Regions from separate parts of the Mus musculus genome. Here regions 2, 3 and 4 are each linked to region 1. The links are chromatin contacts, called in public HiChIP or PLAC-seq maps. All regions are on one chromosome and are shown on one strand. The core of a region is the stretch at or near the end of the contact, and the rest is flanking DNA. Distances in the headings are between cores, read along the strand shown. Region 1 overlaps Slc22a23 (solute carrier family 22, member 23). Region 2 overlaps Gm40908 (a long non-coding RNA gene). Region 3 overlaps Ripk1 (receptor (TNFRSF)-interacting serine-threonine kinase 1). Region 4 has its middle 64 kb from the start of Slc22a23.

What was found. HiChIP or PLAC-seq counts read pairs in DNA pulled down with a chosen protein or histone mark.
Region 2: a contact with region 1 is called in a FOXA1 HiChIP or PLAC-seq map of pancreatic cancer cells. The contact joins two enhancer-like sites. A contact is called at or near these places in 4 of 115 datasets of contacts at active chromatin or transcription factors (double positive thymocytes, embryonic stem cells and pancreatic cancer cells).
Region 3: a FOXA1 HiChIP or PLAC-seq map of pancreatic cancer cells shows a contact between it and region 1. The contact joins two enhancer-like sites. A contact is called at or near these places in 1 of 484 Hi-C or Micro-C datasets (myocytes) and 3 of 115 datasets of contacts at active chromatin or transcription factors (embryonic stem cells and pancreatic cancer cells).
Region 4: a FOXA1 HiChIP or PLAC-seq map of pancreatic cancer cells shows a contact between it and region 1. The contact joins two enhancer-like sites. A contact is called at or near these places in 1 of 484 Hi-C or Micro-C datasets (the N1E-115 cell line) and 2 of 115 datasets of contacts at active chromatin or transcription factors (embryonic stem cells and pancreatic cancer cells).

The regions. Positions count from the first base shown.
Region 1 is chr13:34,233,004-34,236,181 of GRCm38.p6, reverse strand. The region is part of intron 3 of Slc22a23 (solute carrier family 22, member 23); the gene reads left to right. Among named protein-coding and RNA genes, the nearest start is that of Gm52037, 37 kb to the right of the region's middle. Within about 2 kb of position 1,626, at least 30 of the 459 cell types and tissues checked have an H3K27ac peak or open chromatin away from gene starts, as enhancers often do. A contact at or near this core is called in pancreatic cancer cells, where this site is marked.
Region 2 is chr13:34,459,665-34,462,842 of GRCm38.p6, reverse strand. The region is part of intron 2 of Gm40908 (a long non-coding RNA gene); the gene reads left to right. Among named protein-coding and RNA genes, the nearest start is that of Gm40908, 21 kb to the left of the region's middle. Within about 2 kb of position 1,717, at least 40 of the 459 cell types and tissues checked have an H3K27ac peak or open chromatin away from gene starts, as enhancers often do. A contact at or near this core is called in pancreatic cancer cells, where this site is marked.
Region 3 is chr13:34,030,642-34,033,819 of GRCm38.p6, reverse strand. Ripk1 (receptor (TNFRSF)-interacting serine-threonine kinase 1) reads right to left here. Exons shown (of 11, transcript NM_001359997.1): 11 at 1-1,324. The coding sequence ends at 1,038. Among named protein-coding and RNA genes, the nearest start is that of Bphl, 5.4 kb to the left of the region's middle. Within about 2 kb of position 1,584, at least 26 of the 459 cell types and tissues checked have an H3K27ac peak or open chromatin away from gene starts, as enhancers often do. A contact at or near this core is called in pancreatic cancer cells, where this site is marked.
Region 4 is chr13:34,407,409-34,410,586 of GRCm38.p6, reverse strand. No RefSeq gene overlaps it. Among named protein-coding and RNA genes, the nearest start is that of Slc22a23, 64 kb to the right of the region's middle. Within about 2 kb of position 1,751, at least 76 of the 459 cell types and tissues checked have an H3K27ac peak or open chromatin away from gene starts, as enhancers often do. A contact at or near this core is called in pancreatic cancer cells, where this site is marked.

The DNA.
Region 1 (3,178 bases), core at 377-2,876:
ATGTAATTGTTTAATAAAGACCATGGGGATTTTTTTCATTTACCCACTTGGAGGTAGCCCTCGTGGAAAGGGCCTTTCCCACCCATGTAGACTCCTGTGTTACTCAGTAGGTTCTCTTGGGGCAGCTAAGTGTGAAGCAGATGCCAGGCATTGAGAAGGACACGGAGAAATAAGGCTGATTTTCCTTTTACGGCTGTGAGGGCAACCAAGCTACAGAGAAGGTAGTTTCAAGGGTTCTAGAGCATGGCTCTGTGGTCCAGACAAAGGGGGGTTGGGGAGAATTAGAGGACGAGTAACCAAGCTAGTCAATGATAGTAAGAGGAACAGGTTTAAGTGGACCAAGACAATGGGTGGGGAATGGAAGGAGGGGATCATGAAGCTTAAAGCCTTGCTTGCCAAGAACATTGAGGAGAACAGCAGGTGAGGAAACAGACAGGCCAATAAACAGGTGACTGTGGAGACTAGTGAGCACCACACTAGGGATTTGGACTTCCAGGATTTTCACCTGGGAGAGCAACAAGGGGCGAACAGTAACCACTGACAATGTGTCAGGTGACCTAGAGCAGAAAGGTCTCTCAAAGGGGAGACTTTCTCGGAAGCGACTGTAAGCTGGTTCTTCCTTGCAATGGAAGCACTCCATTCTCCCCTCCATCGGACTAAGGTTTTAGGAGGTGAAGTGGCTGCCCCAAGGCCACACAGCTGCTCGTAGTGTCACACTGGAATAAACTTGAGTCCAGCTGAGGAAGAATTTGGCTTAAACACCGGGGGATTTGACTAGTGGAGAATTCTGTTACTTGAAGGTCAGTAATGTTACTCAGCATCTATTTACTGAGCCCACACTTGGCACACAGCGCGACACATGTGGTGACCACAACATGACCTGTGAAGTCCCCTACTTAGGACTCAAGAACATTCTGCCCTCTGAGTCTTTGTTCCATGATAAACACATGGACATGTAGACAAGAGAAATTCACTGCAGAAATGGGGCTGAATAGCTAAATTCCTGAGGCAGGGCTTGGCTGAGGACTGGGGTGTAGTGGTATCCAACTGTTCGTGTCCAGTGCAGGCAATTGCACTGCGGACACCATGAGCCAAAAAGACAAGATGGCGCTCATCCCTAGTCAGTCTCAGAACTGCTCCTACTCAAAGTACTTCAGTTGGGCTGGACAGAAAACCACCTACCGAAGCTCTCTGTTAACACAGTCCCTCTCCACAGGCCTGTTTCTTGAACATGGCTTTCCTGCTGCTGGCCTGATCTGACTCCCTGTTTGACTGGCTGGTGTTTCAATGTTGATCGCAGTACAGGAGGGTTTTCCACTTGTGGGGAGGGGGGATGCTAATTTTAACCACCATGTGTCCTATCAGATCTGATTTCTGTTTTTATTGTAATCTTAATTTAAAACTAAACCCAAAGCAATCCTCATTGGTTATATTCTCCAAAGCCAATGCAGTGAGGTCAGAGAGCCCGAGGCTTGGAACCGAGCCTTGCCTTTACCACCAACTGACTCCCTGACCTTATTTTCCCCTTTAATAAAATGAGATGGTTGGATGGGGATCAGTGGCTGCAGACTGGCAGCATGAGTCAGCCCCTGACCCTTGTCGTGTTTCGTGTGACCTCAGCTTTGTTTTATTTGCTAATTGAATTTCAAGATCTTTAAGCAAGGCAAGAGCTGGGTGTTTCGTTATGGGCTCCCCTCTCACACCCACCAATTCCACATGAGCCTTATCTGACTAGGACCCAACTCCAGCAGCCCTGCTCCATGTTCTCTGAGATTTCTTTCATCTGAAATAGAATTTTTCAATTTCTTTGCACCTCCAGGGCATTTTGTACCTCTGCCTGCCTTGCTCTTTGGCATTGAAAACTATGTTGTGGTGGGGTTTTTTCGCCCAACAGAGAAAAGTCACACACAGTAGCAAAGCCAGCCTCTGATGGTGCCAAGGCTTGTAGGCCACCTGGTATTGCAAGCCTTGCACCCTCCTCCCCCATGCTGCTGTTAGTGTTGATATGGCAGTGCTGCAAAGAGAACACTAACCAGGGACCGCAGTGCTGGTGGGTGTGACAGTCCACCTATACTGCAGACCCTACAGTGCCCAGAGCCCTGCTTCTAGAGCTGTCACCTGGGGAGTTATCAGAAATGTACATTCCAAGTTCATGCTCTAGACCTCCCAACTATATGGTTTTGTCATCTCTAAAACAAGCCGGTAAACTAGCCCTCCCAGTTATGAGGAGGGGTCAGTAGTATTTGTAGGACATGCCACAGTTGTCCTTAAATAGAAAATGCACCAGTGCCACTACACTGTCTGTCACCCCGGTTTACTGGACCCAGCCCCACTCTCTGAGAACAGGGTCATGGAACCTATGTATACAACGTTGTCCCAGGTGAGGGTGCAGCAACTGGTGTGTGGCCATGCAGATCTCCATGCCAAAGAACACTTCCCCTACTACAGGAACATGGGGAGGTAAGAAGCAGGAATCACCAACTGAGGGGGATTTGGATATCACTCATGGTACAATGGCACTTGGGTAGGAGCCTGCCGGGCATGTGAACCTAAGGGAAGCCAGTGTAGCTAGAGTGACTGATGGAAATGGCAGGTGGGGAGGTTAAAGACAGGGAAGGGGTCAGGAGCACACCAAGGCTAGAGCCATCCTGAAACACTTTGCTTTTGTTCTGAGTGACATGAGACCCCTCAGGTGGGCTAGATGGCATGTGATAATGACATCCATCCTAAACAGAATGACCCTCACTGGAATATCAAATTCTTCTTTACAAAATAACTAAAATTAAGAGCAGCAGACAAGGAAAGATAGAAGGAGAAAAAAAAAAATCATACCGTCTTTGCACTCCAAGTAAGGATTTTAATTCTGACCCTGGTCCACAGAGGATGCTAAAGCTGGCAGAGAATGCTGATGGATATAGCTAGGACAGGAAGCTAAGGAGCAGCCTGTAAATCCACACAGCAGCCTTGTCTTCAAGCTGAGTCATACTCTCCCCTCCGCAGCGTGAAGTGCAGACACAACATTTGTAGAATCTCCTTCCAGAATTCTTGAATTAGTCAGACTTCCAGTTTAGAGACTAAACTGAGGCATGAGAGAGCAGATTAACAGTCCCGTGGGGAAGTGATTATTTCAGATCGAAGCCACTGGGCTTCTTCATCAAGACTATTCCACGAGAAGAGT
Region 2 (3,178 bases), core at 468-2,967, 230 kb before region 1:
ATGTGATAGAGATCAAAGGGCAATGACCCCTTGGGGACTGTGAGTAGAGCTGCAGAGCAACCTGAGCCACCTGTGGCTTGGGCAGGACACAGTGTCTCTGACACTGTTGGTCCTCAGCCAGGACAGATAGAAAAATGCCAGAATTTCATGGCAGACAAGCATGCCTGCATCTTTCTGTGTTTTCCTCATCTGGAAATGGAAAAGTCTCGCTGTGCCCTGTCCACTGCAGTGGTTTGTGGGAAGTAAGGGCAGAGGAGTGAAAGCTGCCAGAATTCCTCAAGTTGGAATAGCAGGTTGACAGCAGGGAGGCCATTTCAGCAGACATCTGTGTGCAGGGTAGTGGCGTCCATGACAGTTGCCATGCGATGAAACATACAGAGCCAAGAATGGCATGCTAGGACTGTGTTTGTTGCATAGCACGGTGCAGAGAGAACTGGCTGACTCAGCAAATACTGCATCTTAGGCTACAAGACACTGTCTGAAACAACATGACACTGACCAGACTGTTCTGGCACAGACCAGAGGAGCAAAGGACAAGGACAATCTAGAAGGCAGTGCCCAGTGGGAGTTGTTATAGCTCCACGACCTCGTGTGTGACAGGGTGACCCATTAGAGTGATAGCAACAAGATTCAGGTACAAGAAGGGAGTAGTTTAGGCTTCTCAAAATTCACATTCTCCTGCCTCAGCTCAAGAGAAAATAACAGAACAATCTAACAGGGCCTAGTGCTCCTCTTTCTCTCAGAATCCCCTGCGTTAAATTGGCTCCTATTCCTCAAGAATTCAGCTCAAGATGGGTGGGGGGATCAAAAGCCTAACGGTCAGATTCCAGGTTAGCCTAGCTTCAGCTATCAGTTTCCCTCATTCTTCCTGGTAATCAAGGCACTCATATGCCCTGTGTGACTGACAGAACTTAGGTCAAATGAGCATCCCTTTGGTAGCTCACTTACTTGCTCTTTGCATACCTGGTGTGTATTGTACTGGATATTGCGGGGGTGGGGGGCACTGATGAGCTAAACAGACACATTCTCACCCTTGGGGATGGGAGTCGTCAGCAGAGGCACATAGATGTCAATCACACAGGTCAGTCCATCTTCCTAAGAATGCTGTTGCTTGGTGTTACCTCCATGACAGATCTTACTTCCAGAGCCCATCAGATTTAAATTGATTGCCTTCCACCCATTATTGTGTGACCGTGGGAGTTCCTTCCAAATCCATTTTCTTTCTTTCTTTCTTTCTTTCTTTCTTTCTTTCTTTCTTTCTTTCTTTCTTTCTTTCTTTCTTTCTTTCTTTCTGGTTTTTTTTTTTTTTTGGTCCCCTGTAAAATGCAGTTGTACATATAATACTTGACTTCACAGATCATGAGGAATTAACACCCTGTGCTGGACTGCGGGAACCCTCACATTCAGCACATTGCTGTGTTCTAGGCACTGTTGTAAGCTCTTTAGGTATACTTCCCGCTTGATTCTCATGGCAGCATAGTGGTAAAGGGACTCAAACCCTTTCAGCCTCGTAGATGAGGAAACTGGGGTGTGGTCAGATAGCATGAATGGACACGGCTGTCTGTTCTGCTCTCTGCGCCTATGCACTGATCACAACCCTCCTGTGCCACTCCCATTGTGACTCCCAGGACTCTGATTCTGTTTATCTTACAGAATCAGAGAGCTCTTCAGAATGGCTCCAGAATCCTGCCGGCTGGCCACAGACTGATTCACTCCCCTCAGGTAGCCAGCAGCCCAGATATCACTGGACTTTCAGGAATGTGCTCTCCCACTGTGGAGATAAGCTCCCTGAGGACAGGTGACCTTTGTTAAGCAACCATGGCACTTATTTCCTACATACTGTCACAGAAGTGGCTCTGGTCTCCTGATCCAGAGGCAGCAGCCACTTCTTGGCAGCCTCAGGGAATTAATTGTTTTAGTTCTGAGCAACAACCACAGGAGGTTAGGAGGTCAGGAAGAAGCACCTTTTAGAAGACTATTTTCGGCTAACATCCTCTTAACAATGAGTACATACCATATGTGTTCTTTTGTGACTTTTACCTCACTCAGGATGATATTTTCTAGTTCCATCCATTTGCCTAAGAATTTTATGAATTCATTGTTTTTAATAGCTGAGTCGTATACCATTGTGTAAATGTACCACATTTTATGTATTCATTCCTCTGTTGAAGGACATCTGGGTTCTTTCCAGCTTCTGGCTACTATAAATAAGGTTGCTATGAACATAGTGGAGTGTGTGTCCTTGTTATATGTTGGAGCACCTTTTGGGTATATGCCCTGGAGTGGTATACTTGTGTCCTCAGGTAATACTATGTCCAATTTTCTGAGGAACTGCCGAACTGATTTCCAGAGTGGTTGTAACAGCTTGCAATCCCACCAACCTTTCTCCACATCCTCACCAGCATCTGCTGTCACCTGCGTTTTTGGTATTAGCCATTCTGACTGGTGTGAGGTGGAATCTCAGGGTTGTTTTGATTTGCATTTCCTATGACTAAGGATGGTGAACATTTCTTTAGGTGCTTTTCAGCCATTTGGTATTCCTCAGTTGAGAATCCTTTGTTTAGCTCTGTACCTCATTTTTAATAGGGTTATTTGGTTCTCTGGAGTCTAACTTCTTGAGTTCTTTGTATATATTCGATATTGGCCTTCTATCAGATGTAGGGTTGGTAAAGATCTTTTCCAAAACTATTGGTTGCCATTTTGTCCTATTGACAGTGTCTTTTGCCTTATAAAAGCTTTGCAATTTTATGAGGTCCCATTTGTCGATTCTTGATCTGAGAGCACAAACCATTGGTATTCTGTTTAGGAAATTTTCCCCTGTGCCCATGTGTTCGAGGCTCTTCCCCACTTTCACTTCTATTAGTTTCAGTGTATCAGGATTCATGTGGAGGTCCTTGATCTACTTGGACTGGAGCTTTGTGCAAGGAGATAAGAATGGATCAATTTGCATTCTTCTATATGCTGACCACCAGTTGAAGGAACACTATTTCTTGAAAATGCTATCTTTTTTTCCACTAGATGGTTTTAGCTCCTTTGTCAAAGATCAAGGGAGCATAGGTGTGTGGATTCATTTCTGGGTCTTCAGTTCTATTCCGTTTACCTACCTGCCTGTGTCTGTTCCAATACCATGCAGTTTTTATCACAACTGCTCTGTAGTACAGCTTGAGGTCAAGGGATG
Region 3 (3,178 bases), core at 335-2,834, 200 kb after region 1:
GCGGCTTCAGTCTTCTACCCTAGCTCCTTCACTCACTTGTAGGTTGCAATATGGGCTTCCTAAAGGCACAAGATGACTCTGAAGCTGTCCTTTCTTGATTGGTGGCACACAGAAGAAACATATTTGTACAGCACACTGGAGAAAACTGAGGAAACAGTTTATTGGGCACAGGGAACAGTGCTAAGGCACCAGTCATATCCAGAGAGGAGGAGATGGTATTTCCCGATCAGTGTTTCCTGCACATCTGTTCCCTCTGTGGGGCTCACAGGGTGGGAAACTGCATGAAGCGCCAGAATGGTAGAGAAACTTTAGAAACTTAAAAGTAGACTTTTTACAGCAGCCAGAACCAGCAGCAGCTCTGCAATGACAGCCAGTACCTGAGCTGCAATGACAGCCAGTACCTGAAGATCTCTCTCTGCCCTGCACCTTTTTCTCCTTAGCACTCCTTAAAAATCTCTCACTAATTGATAATTTGATAGACTAGAATTACACATGATTCTTAAAGCTTAAGGTGACAGTACAGCATTGGATGCTCAAGTTAACAGATCCTATAGTTTTTAGAAGAGCCGTGGCTCATAGAAGGCATTTGAGCAGAACTTTTCTGACTCACAGTCCATGAAGCGGGAAGCTAGCTGATTTTACATTCTTTGAATGTTTTTTGTTTGTTTTCCCCTTACCCAATGAAACCACAGGAAACTGAGCAAATAACCTAAGTGATGACTATGACACAAGCTGAACGAAGGCCACCTTCCCCCAACATCTTCTCTCCCTTTGAAAACTCAATACACTGTATTTTTAATTTTTTTCCTCCTACTGGTCATGGACCGACCATTCATTCAGCGGTCTTTATGCTTGCATGTTCTGAAGAATCACTGTGGGCTTCAGATTTCTCTTCCCATCCACCAGTTCCAAACTGCATGACCCTGTGTGCTCAAATGCAGAGCTCATGCTGAGATAGAGTTCTGAAGGCTAGTGGGCAAACGGGGTTTGTGCACCAGACAAATAGTTTGCTTCCCACTGCCAGAGCCTGCCCAGGCTTAGCTCTGGCTGGCACGAATCAAGTGGTTCAGCAGGTCTATCCTGCAACATTGGTGAAGTGCCTGGGCCAACTTTCCCACTGTGGCCCCTTTGGTGCCTTCCCGCATCAGCCACTTCTGAAGCATTTGGTAAACTTTCTCTTTCAGTCCATCTCTTTCATAGTCATGGTCGATTTCATCGATCTGAGACTCAGTGAAGCCCAGCTTGCGGGCACAGTTTTTCCACTGCCTTCCCAGGTTTTCCCTGATAGGGTTCAGGTGTTCATCAGTCAGACTAGTGGTGTTATCTGTTAAATGGAAAAGAGAAGAAACATCAGGCTGCAGCCCATCTGACCAGTCTAGTGTCTGGTTTTGCTGAAAAGGCCCAGGAAAGTAAAGAATATGAAGAGACATAGAGAGAAATTGTTTTGTTTCGAGACAATCTTGCACTGTAGCCCCTTTGTCTCTCTGGGACTTGGATTATAGTGTGCACCACTATGCCTGGTGCTAACTTAGCTGTTATTGACTTGTTGGGCAATACTTGACCTAACCACAGCCACTCAGGAGTCTTTATATAGAGTTAAAATAGGCTGCTGTTTCCTCCTCGGCAGATGTGTAGCTTCCTGAGCCCTAACTGATGGCTTCATGAACAAAAGCCCTACTACATGGCTAGCTGTTCTATTCAACTCCCACTTGAGTCCTGTTCTAGTTAGACTAACTGGATATAATGGGCAGTGATGGGGTGGGGGTGGGGCAGGAAAACTGTCAACTTACACAGGGTGAAGTCCAAGGACACTCATTTCTAGACAGTTCACTTTCCTCTTTTTCCCCCTTCCCTCTCCCTTTTGCTCCAGCTCTGCTCCCTCCAACCCCCCCCCCCCCGTCACTCACTTTCCTCTTAACAAGGACACTGAGACCAAGTGTAACCTTCATTTAATTACTATGTCTTCCCTTATCTCTCAGTGGATGAGAATATAAACTTTTCAAGGTTTTTTTTTTTGTCTTATAAATCAAAGACTCTTCATTTTATATATACACAGCCTTTCTCTTGCTATTAGCTTCATCACCTTAGATGTTCATAAAAATAACACATATAGGGAACACATGAAGATAAGAAAAGGCCCAGTATTGTGGTGAATGCTTTTAATCCCAGTACTTGGGAGACAGAGGCAGGTGGATTTATGTGAGTTCAAGGCCAGTCTGATCTACATACAGAACAAGTACCAGGGCTATAGGTATGTCTCTCTCTGTGTACACACACACACACACACACACACACTCAGACTGGTAGTGGTGGTGGACAGGGAGATAGAGATAGACAGATACGGAGAGAAGGGAGAGAAGAAAAGACAAAGTCACCATAATAGTCTTTTGTTCTCATGCCACCTCAGAACCTTGTTTCTCCCTCAGCTCCATTCCTTCTTCAGTACCGTAGTGCAGAGTCCATCAACTATGGCAGCAGACTAAGACCCTCCTAAGATAACTGTAAATTGCCAGTGTCTGCAGGAGCCCTGGGTGTCAGTAGAGTCACAAAGGTAACTCCAGTTCCTCAAAAGCTAAGAACCCATCTCTCAGGCATTTTAAAGACCACTCCTCTAATGGAATAGTACAGGGATTGGTGTGGCCTAAGGGCCAAGTCTGGCTTCTGCTTTTTGTAAATAGTTTCAGGATCCATATCTGTCCTCATCTTTGTGCAAACTACCTGTGGCTGCTTCTGTACTCCAATTACAGAGAGGCCTCAGGGTCAGCAGAGCCTTGCCTAACCCTATGTAAATCAGAAAGTTGAATTCTGGCTTCTTTCTGAGACAGGGTCTTGCTATAGCCAGGGTGGCCTGGGACTCACCATCTTCCCACTTTAACTGCCCTAGTGATGGATTATTGGCATACATCACCACACATGGCAGAGTGCTGTGGACACCTCTGAGCACTCTTGTTTTGATTACAGAGTGCTGTGGACGGCATGGTCTCCTGCACTTTACAGAATCTCTTTGCTGTAGAGCCAAGGGAGCTATTTCCTTAAGTCTGAACAGGATCATGGGTGATACATGGGTTTAACACTCCCAGGCGGTGCCCTATGTTTTCAACTCACACTGATTAGTTTAAACTTTATAGCACCACCACCAATTAGATACTGCAATTCTCCCTGTTTAAAAAAAAATAGA
Region 4 (3,178 bases), core at 502-3,001, 170 kb before region 1:
TTTAATTATAGCCACACAGCATGTAAATGGCAAAGAAGAAGTTCAAACCTGTCTCTGACTTCAGGATCTAAATTCTTTACTGGTACACTAAATAACAATTATGGTTGTTAATTTTATGTGTCATTTTGAATAGACCAACAGGAACTCAAATATGTTAACAAAGTATTCCCAATATTTCTGTGGAAATGTTTCCATAAAATACAAGCATTTGAATAGGCAGATTAAGTGGCTCCCGCCCACCCCCACCCCCACCCCCACCCCCAGCCATGTTGACTGGTAACATCCAACTGGCCTAGGAACCAAAGAAAATAAAAAGGCAGAGAGATAGAATTCTCTCTCTCTCTCTCTCTCTCCCCCTCCCTCTCTCTCTCTCTCTCTCTCTCCAGCAACTTGAGCGGAACATGGGTCTTCTTCTGCCCTTGGTTTTAGACTATAATTATCCACCAGCTTCCCTAGTTAGGCTTCCGATTAGGTGAATCTCACACTCTTTTCTAGGTCCCAGACAAAATGAAAAGAGGAAAAAAGAAAAGCCATCAGGACGCTGCTCCTCAATCTATGGGTTATGACCTCTTTGGGGGTCAAATGACCTTTTCACAGGGTTGCATATCATATATTTACATGACAATTGATAACAGTAACAAAGTGACAGTTATAAATAGCAACAAAAATAATTTCATGCTTGGGGTTCACTACAACATGGAGAACTGCATTAAAGGGTTACAGCATCAGGAAGGTTGAGAACCACTATGTTAGAGAGTTGGCATTCTCCTTTCTCTGACACGAACTAGCATCTCTTGCTATTGTCCCTTCCCCAACCCCCCACCCCTCCCTCATGGACTGTATTCCTTTGAACTATGAGCCAAAATAAATTCTTTATCCCTTAAACTGCTTTTGGTCAGGTGTTTGGTTACAGTTTTCTTCAACTCCCGAGATCTTCAGGGACTGGCTGAGGGCCCACTGTTTTCTGGCTTAACCTGGTCTTAATTGAACCTTTCTGTAATGACTCTTTCCAAACACATGTAAAAGAGGCTAAACCTTAAACATGTTGGAGCATGGGGACACAGTCAGCAGCCACAGTAATAATGTTACTCACTAAAACTGGGAGGAAAAAGAGGGGAAATGGAGGCAGCTTGAGAATGTCACCTTCCTTTGAAAGGAGACCTTGACAGGTTCTAAACTCAAGTCACACTGAGACGTGTGTGCATGCAGAAGTAAAATTCCAACCTACTAATGTTAGCTCAGAAAAATAGCTGAAGATAATGATATCTTCAGAGAAACAATCTTCTTTGAAACATTTACTTAAGGCTTAACAGCCTTAGGTTTTGTTCTTTTATAAAATAGATAAAACTTGGACGTAAGATTGTTTGTTCTTTCGAAGATTATGATTTCTTATGAGATTATTCAACTAAGCAATTATGATAGGAACTTCCTTCCTGCCAACCATCAAAATCAAGAGAAAGGAGAAATAATGAAGGGTAGGGATAAAGAAGGGAGAGGAATGAAGGGTAGTGGGGGTGAGGGAGACATAAATATATCACAGTCTTAGACTTATTCACAGTCACAGACATTAACAAGAGCTGCCAGTTCATAAATATTTGCTGAACTCAATCCTTGGTTGTTAACAATCTCATGCTGTATGAACGTGGACCTATCCAGACCTCTCTTTCTCTAGAATCCCATAGCAACTTGGATCTGTGATGCTCAGTATTCAAGGACTGCATGTCTCATTTCTCTTTGGAACCCAGCAGTCTAGCCCTGATTAATTCCAGACATAGCCGAGGAGGAGAGGCCAGCATTCTCCTTAGATGAGCTGACCCTGTCTCAGAACAACAAACAGAATCCTTTCCTTCTGTCTAGAAGGTACTTGGTGCTTCCAGCTTCTAAGTTATGCTCTTTTTGGCAAAATAATAATTCCCTCCTTGGACAGTGGGACCGGCTGGTATAAAATAAACCAAGGTGTTATCCATAGCTGTCTGGCTCAGGCACTTTCTCTGCAGGGGACACTGTGGCTGCTCATAAACACTGTCCAGCTCAGAAAGAAGCAAATGCCACAGCTGCTGACTGATGCTCACAGCCTGTCACCAGCTCCACACCTCCTCATCCTGCCTGTCCCTCCCATGCTGGCTCACCTCCAGCCTATTTCAAAAGCAATAACAGTGACTCAGGTTTCTATAAGGAACAAGAACTAGCTTCACTCTCATCAGCAGACTCCTGAGAAGGGATATAAAAGCCAGACACCTCATGCCTCTGCCTCTGCCTCTGCTCGGTATGTCTCTTCCCTCCACCAATCCCCTCACATTTGCACTGGAGCAATCAATATTCTCACTCAGTCGCAGATTGAGGACCTACCAGGCCCACTTACCAACCTCTGCTGACTCACTCATGGAGCCCAACATGAGCCCAGTGCTCCCCCTGGCTGGACCAGGAGCTTGGTGACTTTCGAGCTTAAGCTGGCTCAGTGCATTCCCCCCTTTTCCTTTTTCCCCAGAAGTCATTTAGGTTCTTACCCATGCCTTGTCACCCTAAGACCTGTAGACCTGTGTGGGAAGAAACATCAAGTACCATTGTTTTTTTTAAGTGTGAAACCAGTTCCTATTAAAAAAAATAGAAATAGAAATGGCCAGTAAATAACTGAAAAATGTTCAACCCCTTTAGCCATCAGGGAAACACAGACTGATACTATGTTGAGGTTACAACTCACTGTGACAGAAAGATAAATCATCAAGAAAGCAAACTGCAACAAATGGTGGTAAGGATATAGGGTTTGATGAACGCTATGCTCTGTAAATTAGGGCAGCCACTATAGAAATTAGTATGACTCTAACAAAAAAAAAAACCTAAAAGTAGAACTACCATGTGAACCCACTTTAGCAGTGGCTACCCACTGGCTATGTACCTAAGGGAATCTTGAGTTGGCGAACCATAAAGATCCATTCATGTTCATTGCAGCATCATGCACAAAAGCGAATTACAGAAGCAGCCTGGAGACCCACCCACAGGTGAATGGATAAAGAGCATTGGTATACGTACATGATAGCATTTTATTCAGTCATCCACAAAGAACACAGTGATGTCATCTGCAGGAAAGTGCATGGACCTGGAGATCATCATGTTAGGCAAAAGAAGGCAGATTCAGAAAGACAAGCATCACATGTTTTCTGTTACATGTAGAATCTAG